Linked DNA regions of Mus musculus: all the other regions are linked to region 2. A link is a contact called in public ChIA-PET data. All regions are on one chromosome and are shown on one strand. The core of a region is the stretch at or near the end of the contact, and the rest is flanking DNA. Distances in the headings are between cores, read along the strand shown. Region 1 overlaps Tbc1d22b (TBC1 domain family, member 22B). Region 2 overlaps Kctd20 (potassium channel tetramerisation domain containing 20). Region 3 overlaps Fkbp5 (FK506 binding protein 5).

What was found. ChIA-PET counts read pairs in DNA pulled down with a chosen protein or histone mark.
Region 1: an RNA polymerase II ChIA-PET map of memory CD8 T cells shows a contact between it and region 2, with 7 read pairs. The contact joins two enhancer-like sites. A contact is called at or near these places in 1 of 115 datasets of contacts at active chromatin or transcription factors (memory CD8 T cells) and 1 of 9 other capture datasets (pancreatic islet).
Region 3: a contact with region 2 is called in an RNA polymerase II ChIA-PET map of memory CD8 T cells, with 7 read pairs. The contact joins two enhancer-like sites. A contact is called at or near these places in 1 of 115 datasets of contacts at active chromatin or transcription factors (memory CD8 T cells) and 1 of 9 other capture datasets (pancreatic islet).

The regions. Positions count from the first base shown.
Region 1 is chr17:29,583,031-29,586,754 of GRCm38.p6, reverse strand. The region is part of intron 8 of Tbc1d22b (TBC1 domain family, member 22B); the gene reads right to left. All of the region lies in intron 3 of Tbc1d22bos (TBC1 domain family, member 22B, opposite strand), which reads left to right. Among named protein-coding and RNA genes, the nearest start is that of Mir7667, 11 kb to the left of the region's middle. Within about 2 kb of position 2,259, at least 32 of the 459 cell types and tissues checked have an H3K27ac peak or open chromatin away from gene starts, as enhancers often do. A contact at or near this core is called in memory CD8 T cells, where this site is marked.
Region 2 is chr17:28,965,134-28,968,729 of GRCm38.p6, reverse strand. It overlaps Kctd20 (potassium channel tetramerisation domain containing 20), which reads right to left. Exons shown (of 8, transcript NM_001356300.1): 8 at 1-2,078. The coding sequence ends at 1,786. Among named protein-coding and RNA genes, the nearest start is that of Kctd20, 14 kb to the right of the region's middle. Within about 2 kb of position 1,674, at least 81 of the 459 cell types and tissues checked have an H3K27ac peak or open chromatin away from gene starts, as enhancers often do. A contact at or near this core is called in memory CD8 T cells, where this site is marked.
Region 3 is chr17:28,416,435-28,419,878 of GRCm38.p6, reverse strand. The region is part of intron 5 of Fkbp5 (FK506 binding protein 5); the gene reads left to right. Among named protein-coding and RNA genes, the nearest start is that of Gm22146, 28 kb to the left of the region's middle. Within about 2 kb of position 1,973, at least 16 of the 459 cell types and tissues checked have an H3K27ac peak or open chromatin away from gene starts, as enhancers often do. A contact at or near this core is called in memory CD8 T cells, where this site is marked.

The DNA.
Region 1 (3,724 bases), core at 1,010-3,509, 620 kb before region 2:
AGAACCCAGGCCCTCTCAGATCTTCATCCGCTGGGCTCTGCCTAAACCAACCCTCATCTCCTCTTAGAAAGCACTTCCTGGATGAGGTGAAAGCTCACCTGCTACCAGGGGGCGTGGGGGTGGGACCTCCTCCAGCAATCCCCTCTGAAGCTCCCTCCCTGCTTTGCTCTGCCCCAGTTGCCTCAGGACCTCTCAAGGCAGCCTGGAGCCCCTTCCAAGACCAAGTAAAATGAAGCTTTTTTGTTTGTGTTCTTTGTTTTTCAAGATAGGGTTTCTCTGTGTAGAGCCCTGGCTATCGTGGACTTGCTTTGTAGACTAGGCTGACCTGGAACTCAGAGAGATTTGCCTGCCTCTGCCTCCCAAGCGCTGGGTCTAAAGGCGTGTGTCATCACATCCCACAAAAATAAACTTTTCAAAACAGCAAACAAACAAGAACTCAGTATAGATGGGGCCCCTGTGGGGCAGAGAGGGAGGGGACAGAGTGGGGACCCGAAGGGAACATGAGGGCTCCTGGAGCCCTGGCGATGCTCTGAGTACCCCTGTGGGTGCTCAGAGGCTTGGGTGACAGGTGAATGCATCCACGTGTGGAAAAGAACTCAATAAAGCTCACATCTAAAGACGGAAACAAAAGGGCTGGCAAGATGGCTCAGCCTAGAGAGGCCCTTGATGTTGTGTGTAGGCCTGGGGAGCCGAGCTTGATCCCCACAACACTTGTAAAGGGTTAGAGAAAACCCTACTCCATTTGGCCTCTGTCTCTGTCTCTCTCACGCACTCACTAAAAACAATGAAAGAAGAACTTGAACCAGTGTCATGAGGCAACATGGAGCCTGCCACTGCTGTGGAGGCCCCCAGTTCCATCTCTGGTCTCCACCAGCCAGCCACATGGGGCAGAGTCAAGGAGGAACTGGAGGTGACCCTTCCTCTCAGAACAGGCCCCGTGAGAGGGAGCATCGGCCACATGGGCAGGGTGGGGTGGGGTGGGAAGTTGGGTGGGGTGATGGGAGTCGGGGTGGGGAGAGCAGCATCCACGGCACTGAGGATGTGAAGCCAGCACCCCGATTCTCCTTCCTCAGGACTCTGCTCAGAAACACTCCCCCCCACACACACACACTGCTCTATTCAAAACCCACTTCCTGCCCGGCATGGTGGTTGCATGCCTTTAGCCTCAGCATTTGGCTGAGGGTCCAGGGAAGTGGTCCTTTGAGTTCTGGGCCAGCCTTGTCTACACAGTGAGTTCCAGGATGGCCAAAGTATACAATGAGACCTTGTTTCAAAAAGATTTAACAAACAACAACAACAAAGCCCTGCTTCTTGCACCAGTGAGATGGCGGCGGATCAACAGGACTAGGTGCTGGATGCCAAACCTGAGGACCCGATCTCTGGCACACGGAGGGAGACATCCGACGATCAGGAGCTGTCCTCTGCTTGTTACACATGCACAAGCCCTGCCATCCACAGAGCAGGGCACAGCCAGGCCAGGCCAGGCTTTCTCCCTTGCTCTCAGAGCAGAGCTTGCTGTGCTTTGGAGGGCAAAGCTCAGGGCTGGAGCCCAGGGTGGCACTGCCTTTACTCGAGGGAGTGCATGCGTCTCCACGGAAAGAGCTACTGCCATCAAGCTGGGCACCTCCTGAGGGCCACAGCATCCCTTTCTACCTTGGCACCAGCAGACCCTGTAGCAAGGCAGACCTTGCCTGCACGGAGCTCTTCACCATTGTCTTCACAGAGACAATGGTGTCCCACTGTCTGGACTCAGGAGACATCAGGAACAAAATAACTTTACTTACAAAGCACCCAGCCATCTGGCCTCAGAATGTACCCGGCTGTGAGTATTCTGTCATCACAACGCAAAACAGACTATGCCAACACTTTGCAAAAACTAATATGTACTTTCCCACCCCTTTCAATTTAGCATCTGTTCCTCCCAACCATATACATAAATACATATGGGTTTTTTATTCACCCTAGGCCAGTTTTATTAGCATCTAAGAAAAAACAAGAGAGGCAGACAAGTCCAGGGAGCTTCCAGGAAAAAGGAGATGAAAAGGAAGAGAATGAGAGCTATTCTGTTTGTGGTGTAGTCTGACAAGCAGCCACATGGCAAACGGAGGGGTTTCAGGGAAGGACTGGAGAAGGCCACCCACCAGGCTTTCAAAAGCTGTGAGGGAGGCTTTTCTGAAGGTATAATGTCCACAGCAAACTGCACTGACACACACAGTTCTGATATGCTATGCGTGCCCACATCTGTGGTTAACAGTACAGCTGGGGTGGTGAGAAAGTGGAGGGGGCACTTCCTCCTCACCCACTCCCAGGTCAGGAGAGCGCCCTCATCTATTCCCAGGCAGCCAACACAAAGCACCTGGGCCCTGACCTCCAGGGCTGCAGAGAGACTTTGCTTACTTTGGGCTCAGTGTGAATGTAATCTTACGACCCCCGCTTACCCTGTAGCTGGCACATGGTTGCCTACACCGGTACGTGCTCCTCTTACGGCAGCATGAACAGCCGTAAGGCTAGTGCAGTTGCTTCCAGCTTTGACCTGTGGATACTCTTGTTCTGTCTTGTTGTTGTCTTATTTTGCCTGCCTCCCCAGTCCCTCAACTTGACTTCAGAGATGACCTGACACTGGGCACAACAGCAGAAGTGGGGTGCACTGCTCCCCAGTGGCCATGCCCGGCACAGTCCCACGAACTTCCAAGCATCCTGTGCCCAAACCATGGGATAGGAGGTCTCATTCTTCTACAAAGGAGGGGAGAACCTTCAGATTGTCTCTGGCCTCCAAACAGGAGAGTCTGCTGGAGGACAGAGAGGGAAACACTGGCAAGTGACACTGGAGAAGGTAATTCAGCTAAGGGACAGCTAAGTCCCAGGAGGACTCTATGGGACAGTATGCCTGGGGCTTAGGGAGGGTTTCTCTCTCAGGGGATGAGAGATAGGGGCACAGCGAGGCTTTAGGTTTAAAACGTTATCCCAGGAGCCCCGAGATAGAAGGGTATCTGTCACCATAACAATCTGAATTTGATTCTTGGAATCCACGTGGTGCAAAGAGATAATGAACTCTTGCAAGCTGTCCCCTGCCTCATACACACATACACATATATATACAAACGAACAGATGCATGCATAGACACAGATGCATACACACATACATATACCCAATACAAGCATACATACATACATACATTCATGTGTGTAAATACATGCACACACAAATAAATATTAAATGGTTTATTTTAATTATTGAGTTATTACTTATTTTAATAAAATATAATTACAAATTATATAAATTTTAATGTTTTATTTAAAAATGCTAAAAATTACAGCTGCTGAGATGAGGGGCTCAGAGATGGTCTTCCAGAGGCCCAGAGTTCAAATCCCAGCAACCACATGGTGGCTCACAACCATCTGTTATGGGATCGGTTGCCTTTTTCTGGTGTGGCTGAAGACAGCTAGGATATATATATATATATATATATATAAAATACATAAATCTCTTTTTTGGTTTTTTTCAAGACAGGGTTTCTCTGTGTAGTCCTGGCTGTCCTGGAACTCACTCTGTAGACCAGGCTGGCCTCAAACTCAGAAATCTGCCTGCCTCTATCTCCCAAGTGCTGGGATCAAAGGTGTGTGCCACCACTGCCTGGCAAATATATAAATCTTAAAAAAAAAAAAAAGCTGAGGTGAGGTGAGGGAGTGAGACAAGGAGCTGAACTCACAGAGCCTCACCCAT
Region 2 (3,596 bases), core at 425-2,924:
GAGACAGGTGGATCTCTTGAGTTTGAGGGCAGCCTGACCTACAAAGTGAGTTCCAGGACAGCCAGGGCTACCCAGAAAAACCTTGTTTTGTAACCCCATCTTATTCCTCCCCCACACCAAAAACAAAACAAAAACAAAAGGAAAAAGTGTCCCAACTCTGGGAACAGTAGGCAAGACACCAAACTACAATGACACTGAAATGTAGGTAAGGGTGGGGCTGAGGTACAAAAAAGCTTCCCTCCCCACAAGAAGCCTATGTCTGCACACAGTCTTTCCTTTAGTTGCCACCACCCAGTGTCACTGGAGTGGCCTTTAGATTGCCTCCCAGTCAAACTCCATGGGCTGGAGTGTTGGGGTGAAGACCTAGTTCATAAAAGGCCAGAGCCAGTGAACCAACTCCGAAGGACAAAGAAAGGACCGTGCTCACACCTGAGCATTACACAGGACAGACACATAATCATTCCTGTGGCCATGGAGAAACAGGAAGCACCACTGACCCTGGGCCTGGGCTGGACAGCTGCAGGTAGGCAACCATGTAGCACCAACAAAATCAAAGCCAGACCTGGCCTCAAACACAAGCCAAGCAACTTCACAGAAGTAACCTCTTGATACAGACAACCTCAGCCCATATTCTGGATGCTGCCTCACAGACACACCAATAGTCACCACAAGCTGGAGCCACTCAGTTACCCTTCGGTTCTTTTCTAAGCAAGGAAGATCTTGCACCCATTGTGATGCCACAAGCACAGAAAACACTGTTTTAAGAGCACACTTGTTCTTCAATACTGGAGAGAGGGCTTCCAAAACCTGATTTTATTGCCATCAAGTAGTTATGCTATACATGGTCTTATGGGAGCAGCCTTCAAGAAACAACATATTCTGTAAAGAGCTTGAAGGAAACAGCTTACACACCGCCCAGGGTGGAGGACGGACTCAAAGGTGGACTTCTACCGGGAAGTAAAATAATTGCAGACATTGCTGTCAGGCTCTTGGCTCTGCAAACAGCCATGGAAATGTGAGAGGAAGGAGCTAGGGAATGATCTGGGCTGCCGTCTACCACACGTGTAAGCCTGAGCAGATAACACAACAACAAGGCCTGGACCTGATTTGGGGGATGACCACATATTACTTTCTTACCATGTTCCAGTAGCTAATGGCCTATTTAATGGACAGGCGCTGTGGCTTCCCACCAGAGGAGGGTCCAGCTGGCCCAATCTGGAGCCATTCTGCCACCTCATTTGCAAGTTTCACTTCCAAATGAAGCATCAGGCTGCCCTTCTTAGGGGGTTGGTTTGCTCCTATGTTAGTAAAAAGCAGAGCTGAGCTGGAGCTCCAGGGAATTCCCTTCGCCTGCCCCGCACCTCCCCAGGTGGGCACACCCAACCCCAGCACAGACTGTTTCTCTGACGTTTTGGTCCTTTTGCTAATAAGCAATTTGTCTGATTGTGAAACCACTCACCCGGTGTAAGAGTGGGCTGCTGTGCCGAATGTGAGGCAACAGTTCACTTCCTCTCCTGCACCAGGAGGTGAATGCAAAGATTCAACCAAGAGCACCAGACCCAAAAGCTCGTTTGCCAGGGCTGGTAAAGCTGGCCGCCTAATTACCAGAGAGCTTCTTCACCCAGCCGGAGGCAGACCCGGAAAAGGGCACAGTAACAACTCAGAAGGGAAGGAGACAGGAAGAGGCATCTCCTAACGGTGAGAAACCACAGGAGGGCAGGGAGGCCTGGTTAGGGGTACCCACACAAAGAAGAGCTCCAACAACTGGGCAGAGGCCGTTTGTCCCTAATCTTGAAAGTCATTCGGAGCCATCTGAGAGAGTGGAGCATTTAAGCGGTCAAGTTCATCTACTTGTGGTGGGTGATGCATTATTATCTCCTGGTCTTCTAAGACATCCTCTCCAGCAGCCACCAAATTAGTGAGGGATTTGCTGCGAACGCACTGGAAATCCACATGGCGACTCTTTCCTTCCTCTTTTTCCCATGACATCTGGATAAAAGGGCGCTGCACATAATTGTAGATGACTTCAGACCGCCCGCCAGGTCTCCTCTTGATCTTCTCTTTACAGGTAGGGTAACCTGCAACCAGAAAGCATACAGTGCTCACACTCCTGGCAGACTCTCCTCGCTCTACCATCTACTTCCAAGTCCAAGGACAGCAAGAAAAGCTCTGTGGCATGTGACTGGTGTCCTCCCAAGCCTCCTCTGTCCCTATAAGGGACAGGGCTGTGGGAAATAACAGGGATTCTCCCCCCCTTTTTTTTTTTTTGATTTATTTATTTATGAATATGCAAGTATACTGTATCTGTCTTCAGACACTCCAGAAAAGGGCATCAGATCTTGTTATGGATGGTTGTGAGCCACCATGTGGTTGCTGGGATTTGAACTCAGGACGTCTGAAGAGTAGTCAGTGCTCTTTCTTACCTGCTGAGCCATCTCACCAGCCCAGATTCTCCCCCTCTTAATGGAAAGGAAAGAGAATGTACTAATTCCAAGAGCTTTTAATGGTTGGAAACACCACAAAGGGACAAAACTTCCCCATGGCACAGGAACGCTGCCATCTTGTTAATGCTGTATAGAAGCCATGGTTAAGGGAAAAGCAGGGAAATGTGCAATGTTACCTCAATGGTAACAATGGTACCCTGTCCCCAGGCCTCACACACAAGGCAAAGTGAAATTATCTCAATAGTGACCTCTAACTTAAAATCCTGAGTCAGACACATGTAGCAATGAGTTCACTGCGGCGGTGATATGAGCAGGGCTCAGGGGCCCAGGCTGCACCAACTCCTGCCTCCAGCACGAAGTACCCAGACAGCCTGAGGAAAAACAGACCTCAAGTTTTATCTAAGAAAAGACAGACTGGAAAGATGGCTTATAAGTCAAGAGCATTGACTGCTCTTCCAGAGGTCTTGAGTTCAATTCCCAGCACCCACATTGGTAGCTCACAACCATCTGTAATGGGATCTGATGCCCTCTTCTGGTGTGTCTGAAGAAACCAACTGTGTACTCATATGAAGAAAATAAATAAATTTAAAAAAGAAAAAGAAAAGACAGAGTCTCACTAAATAGCCTCAGCCTGCCTGGAAACTGTGATGCAGACTAAGCTGGCCCAGAGCTCACAGAAATCTTCCTCCCCTGCCTCCCGAGGGCTGGGACTGAACCACCACAGTCGGCAAAGCTCAAATCCTTAAGCTGGTTTGTTTTTTAAGAGAATAACTTTAGATGAAAAGACGTACTCTTGCTCAGGTGAGCCCAGGTGCTCACTGGATTCACCCCAGAATCCTGTGCCCTGGGCTGAGAGCCCTGAGGGATACTCATGGCTACAACTGAAGGGCAGGCAATGCAAACCTCGGGACACACAGCAATGAAGCAGCCCCTCACTAAGTAGACTCTAAGTGTGCCGGGTCTCAAGGCTCCCGCCAGCCAAGCTCAGAGTAGTAAGCTGTGGCCAGAAACCCACCCCACCCCTTGTTGTAGAACCTCAACACTGGCCAAGCCTTTTTATGTTTGTTTTTTCAAGACAGGGTTTCTCTGTGTAGCCCTGGCTGTCCTGAAACTCCCTCTTGTAGACCAGGATGGCCTCCAACTCAGAGATAG
Region 3 (3,444 bases), core at 724-3,223, 550 kb after region 2:
TATGGAATACAAAGTCAAAAGCACCCACAGGTCTTCCAGAGTCAGAGCAGGGGAAGTGGGATTACTAGGAACCGGGCGCCTCTGCATGGATCCGCTCAGAGCAAGTCCTTACTGTGCAGAGGCCTGCCAGGGCCCTGGTGCTGCGAGCTCTCGTCAGCAACCTTGCAGGACTTGTCACACCAGTGTTCAGAAGCCAAACAATCCAGCCTGTGGTGACCTTTCTCCATGTACATGGAGACAATCATGGGCTGTGTTTACCAGCTCTGACCCTTCATTTTTCCTGACTTAACATTCCATCATGTCCTGAAGTGATTGGTGCATGCATGTATGTGTGAGGAATCGGGAATGTCACCTAAGATCTCTAATTTGTATTATTATGTATGTAAGTGTGCACGTAGAGTGAGAAGAAATGATTCCCCTCTTCTACCACTGACGCCCAGGTAATAAGATTGGGACATCAGGTGCAGGCAACCTTGGGCTAGCTGCTGATTTTCCAGACACAATTGGACAACTTAAAAAATCCACGTAACTCCATGTTCTAGGGCTCTGATGCCCTCTTCTGACCTCTGTGGGCACCTGTACATGCATAGCATATAGTCAAACACACACGTATGTAAATTAATAAAACCTTTTTTTTTCCTTTTTAGATTTTTATGTGTATATCTTTTTTTGTCTGAATGTATCCATGCAGTGCCCATGGAAGCCAGAAGAGGGCATTAGACCCCAGGAGCTGGAGGCACAGACAGTTATTACAGTTACTGGCTTCCATACAGATGCTAGGAATGGAACCCCAGCTCTGTGGCACAAGCAGCAGGTTCTCTTCCCCACTGTCTCCAGCCCCAGCAATTGCCTTCCTGCTCTGCCTTTGTCACATCCTGACTTTCTGGTTACTTTTTGCTTTCTTCTGACATTCATTCATCTTTCCTGCACACAGCGATGCTTAGCACACGGAAAGAGAATGTCTGAAATTTTTTACAGACTCTGGGAATCTCACTTAGGTCTTTGGTTTTGTTTTGTTTTTTTAAGATTTATTTATTATATGCAGCTGTTTTCAGACACACCAGAAGAGGGTATGGGATCCCATTACAGATGGTTGTGAACCACCCTGTGGTTGCTGGGAATTGAACTCAGGACCTCTGGAAGAGCAGTCAGTCAGTCTGCTGAGCCCTCTCTCCAGCCCCCTGTTGTGGATAGCCCTGGGGCTAATTATATTTGTTAATTCTGTTCTCCTGTGAGTAGTTTAGAACAAGGAATGAGTCAGCACTCAGGTGATTTCCTGTAAACCTGCTTCCCACCTTAATTTGTAAAATAAAGGAGAGCTGATGATTGGGCAGATAAAGGGAAGGTGGAGAGGAAGGTGAGAAGAGAAGAAGGAGAAAATGGGAGAGAGAGAGGATGCAGAGGAGGAGAAAGAAGAAAAGCGGAGTAGAAGCACATGGTCTGGAGAAACCGCAAGTTCTTTTTTTTTTTCCACTTTTTATTAGGTATTTAGCTCATTTACGTTTCCAATGCTATACCAAAAGTCCCCCATACGCACCCACCCGAAACCGCAAGTTCTAAGGGATCTCTTAGATGGAGAAGATGGCAGTGTAGCGGTAGATCTGCCCAAACTAGGCACACATCATGTATTCATATTAATTGAGTTGTGTTTTCATTGCCGGAGCATATTTGGGTTAGAGAAATTTACCGCAACAGCCCCCCTCCCCACACACTTAAGATTTTTAATTACACTTTTATATATTATGTAGATAAGCTTGTACATAGAGGTAAGACATTCCACTCTGCAAATCAGGAAACTGATTGGGGATCCTTTGCAGAAGTCTGGATTTCCTGTTTTGAAAACACATTCAGATTTGATCAACCAAAAGCCACAACAAATGTAGTTATAATTTCCTCCGTGCTGAAGGCACTCCATTGTAGGGAGGAAGGTGATGGTGTGACAGTAGACCTCAGTTCTCTTCCCTCGAAAGTCTGTTCAGTTGGCAGTGCCCAGACTGATAAATCTCAGTACCAAAGAGCTGCTTCCGTGGCTCGGCAGGAGTTCCTGCACTCACGGACAGCACCATCCATTAGTCTAAATTCAGTTATCTGGACAAATTTAAAAACAGTAGTTACATGAACTTATAGTTTTGTTTGATTGGTTCTTCCATGTATATTTATTTATTGTGGTTGTTGGGACGGAGCTCAGGCTCTGTACCTGTTAGGCAGGTCCCTAGCACCAAGCTACACTTCTTTCCCTGCCTCTCCCTTTACCTCTCATCCTTAGGTAGGCTATGGCTGTCTGAAGACCTGGGCCTACAGGCCCAAGTCAGGCTCAGCTTAGACACCTAACCTAAGAACCAGGAGACACCACCTCTTCTCCACAGAGAACCCCATAAGCCTCAGGGTGTGCCCAAGCCTCTGATGCTCACACTTTACAATATGGTTAATTCTTTGTTTAAACTAGAAGATGCTGTTGACTGCATCTGCTGCCACCCAGCTGGGTGCCTCTGTGCTGTATGCAGCCTGCCTTGGTTTTGTTTTTTGTTTTTCCTGTTGTATGTGCACTAAAAGTGGGGGGGGGGGGCTGTAAGTTAGCTGTTTTATCTAGAACATTCCAAAAGTTAATATAATATATAGAAGTCATCATATAAATGAGTATGGCTATAAAACAAGAGACAGTAGGCGACATCTGAGAGCTAGGCTGCTGTAGCCTTTGTCTTGTAGGAACTGACTTAGGATTTGACTTGACAGCAGTAAGAGCAGCCAAGATGGTGTCTTTCCTAGCTTTAGTGCGACTCTGAGGTCCTGATGTATAGCTTACGGCTGTTTATCTTCCAAATTTTCTCTCATTTCTCAGGCCTAGACTAATGGTGATCCGCTCAGATGATTAATTAATTAATGTGGAATTAGCTTTGAAGCTAGTTTCCAGGACGAAACAGTCATAGACTTTGAGGGCTTTTAACAGACTGTTGAGATCAGATAGTAAAAGTAGAGTAAGTTGTAATTGGATTGCTTGGAAGATGATAGTATGGAACTAATGTTTAAGAGAGGGTGGTTTCTCAAGACTAAGGCAAATTACTGGCCCAAAATAAGTTAAGCGGCCTTGTCAAGAAATATTTTAGGAAATTACTATATTTGAGGTAGAAACTACTCTTCTTGTCAAAGAGAGATCATGGTGCCTATCGAACTATCTCACAAGCCGTCCATTTTTCTTACTGAGTAAAAGGCCTAATTGAAAAGGCACATAGCATGAGTATTACAAGTAGTTGAGCTGGGGGGTCACTTAGTGCTTGAGTGATGGCCTTATTGCACAAGTCCCTGGAGTCTCCATGACCACACAAGAGAACTGGATACATGCCTATAGTACTAATGCGCTTGGAATACAGGGGCAAGAGCAAGAAGAGTTTCAGGCCAGCCTGAGCACGTGACCTTCATCTAACATGTATGCAGTATTGGAGAGCT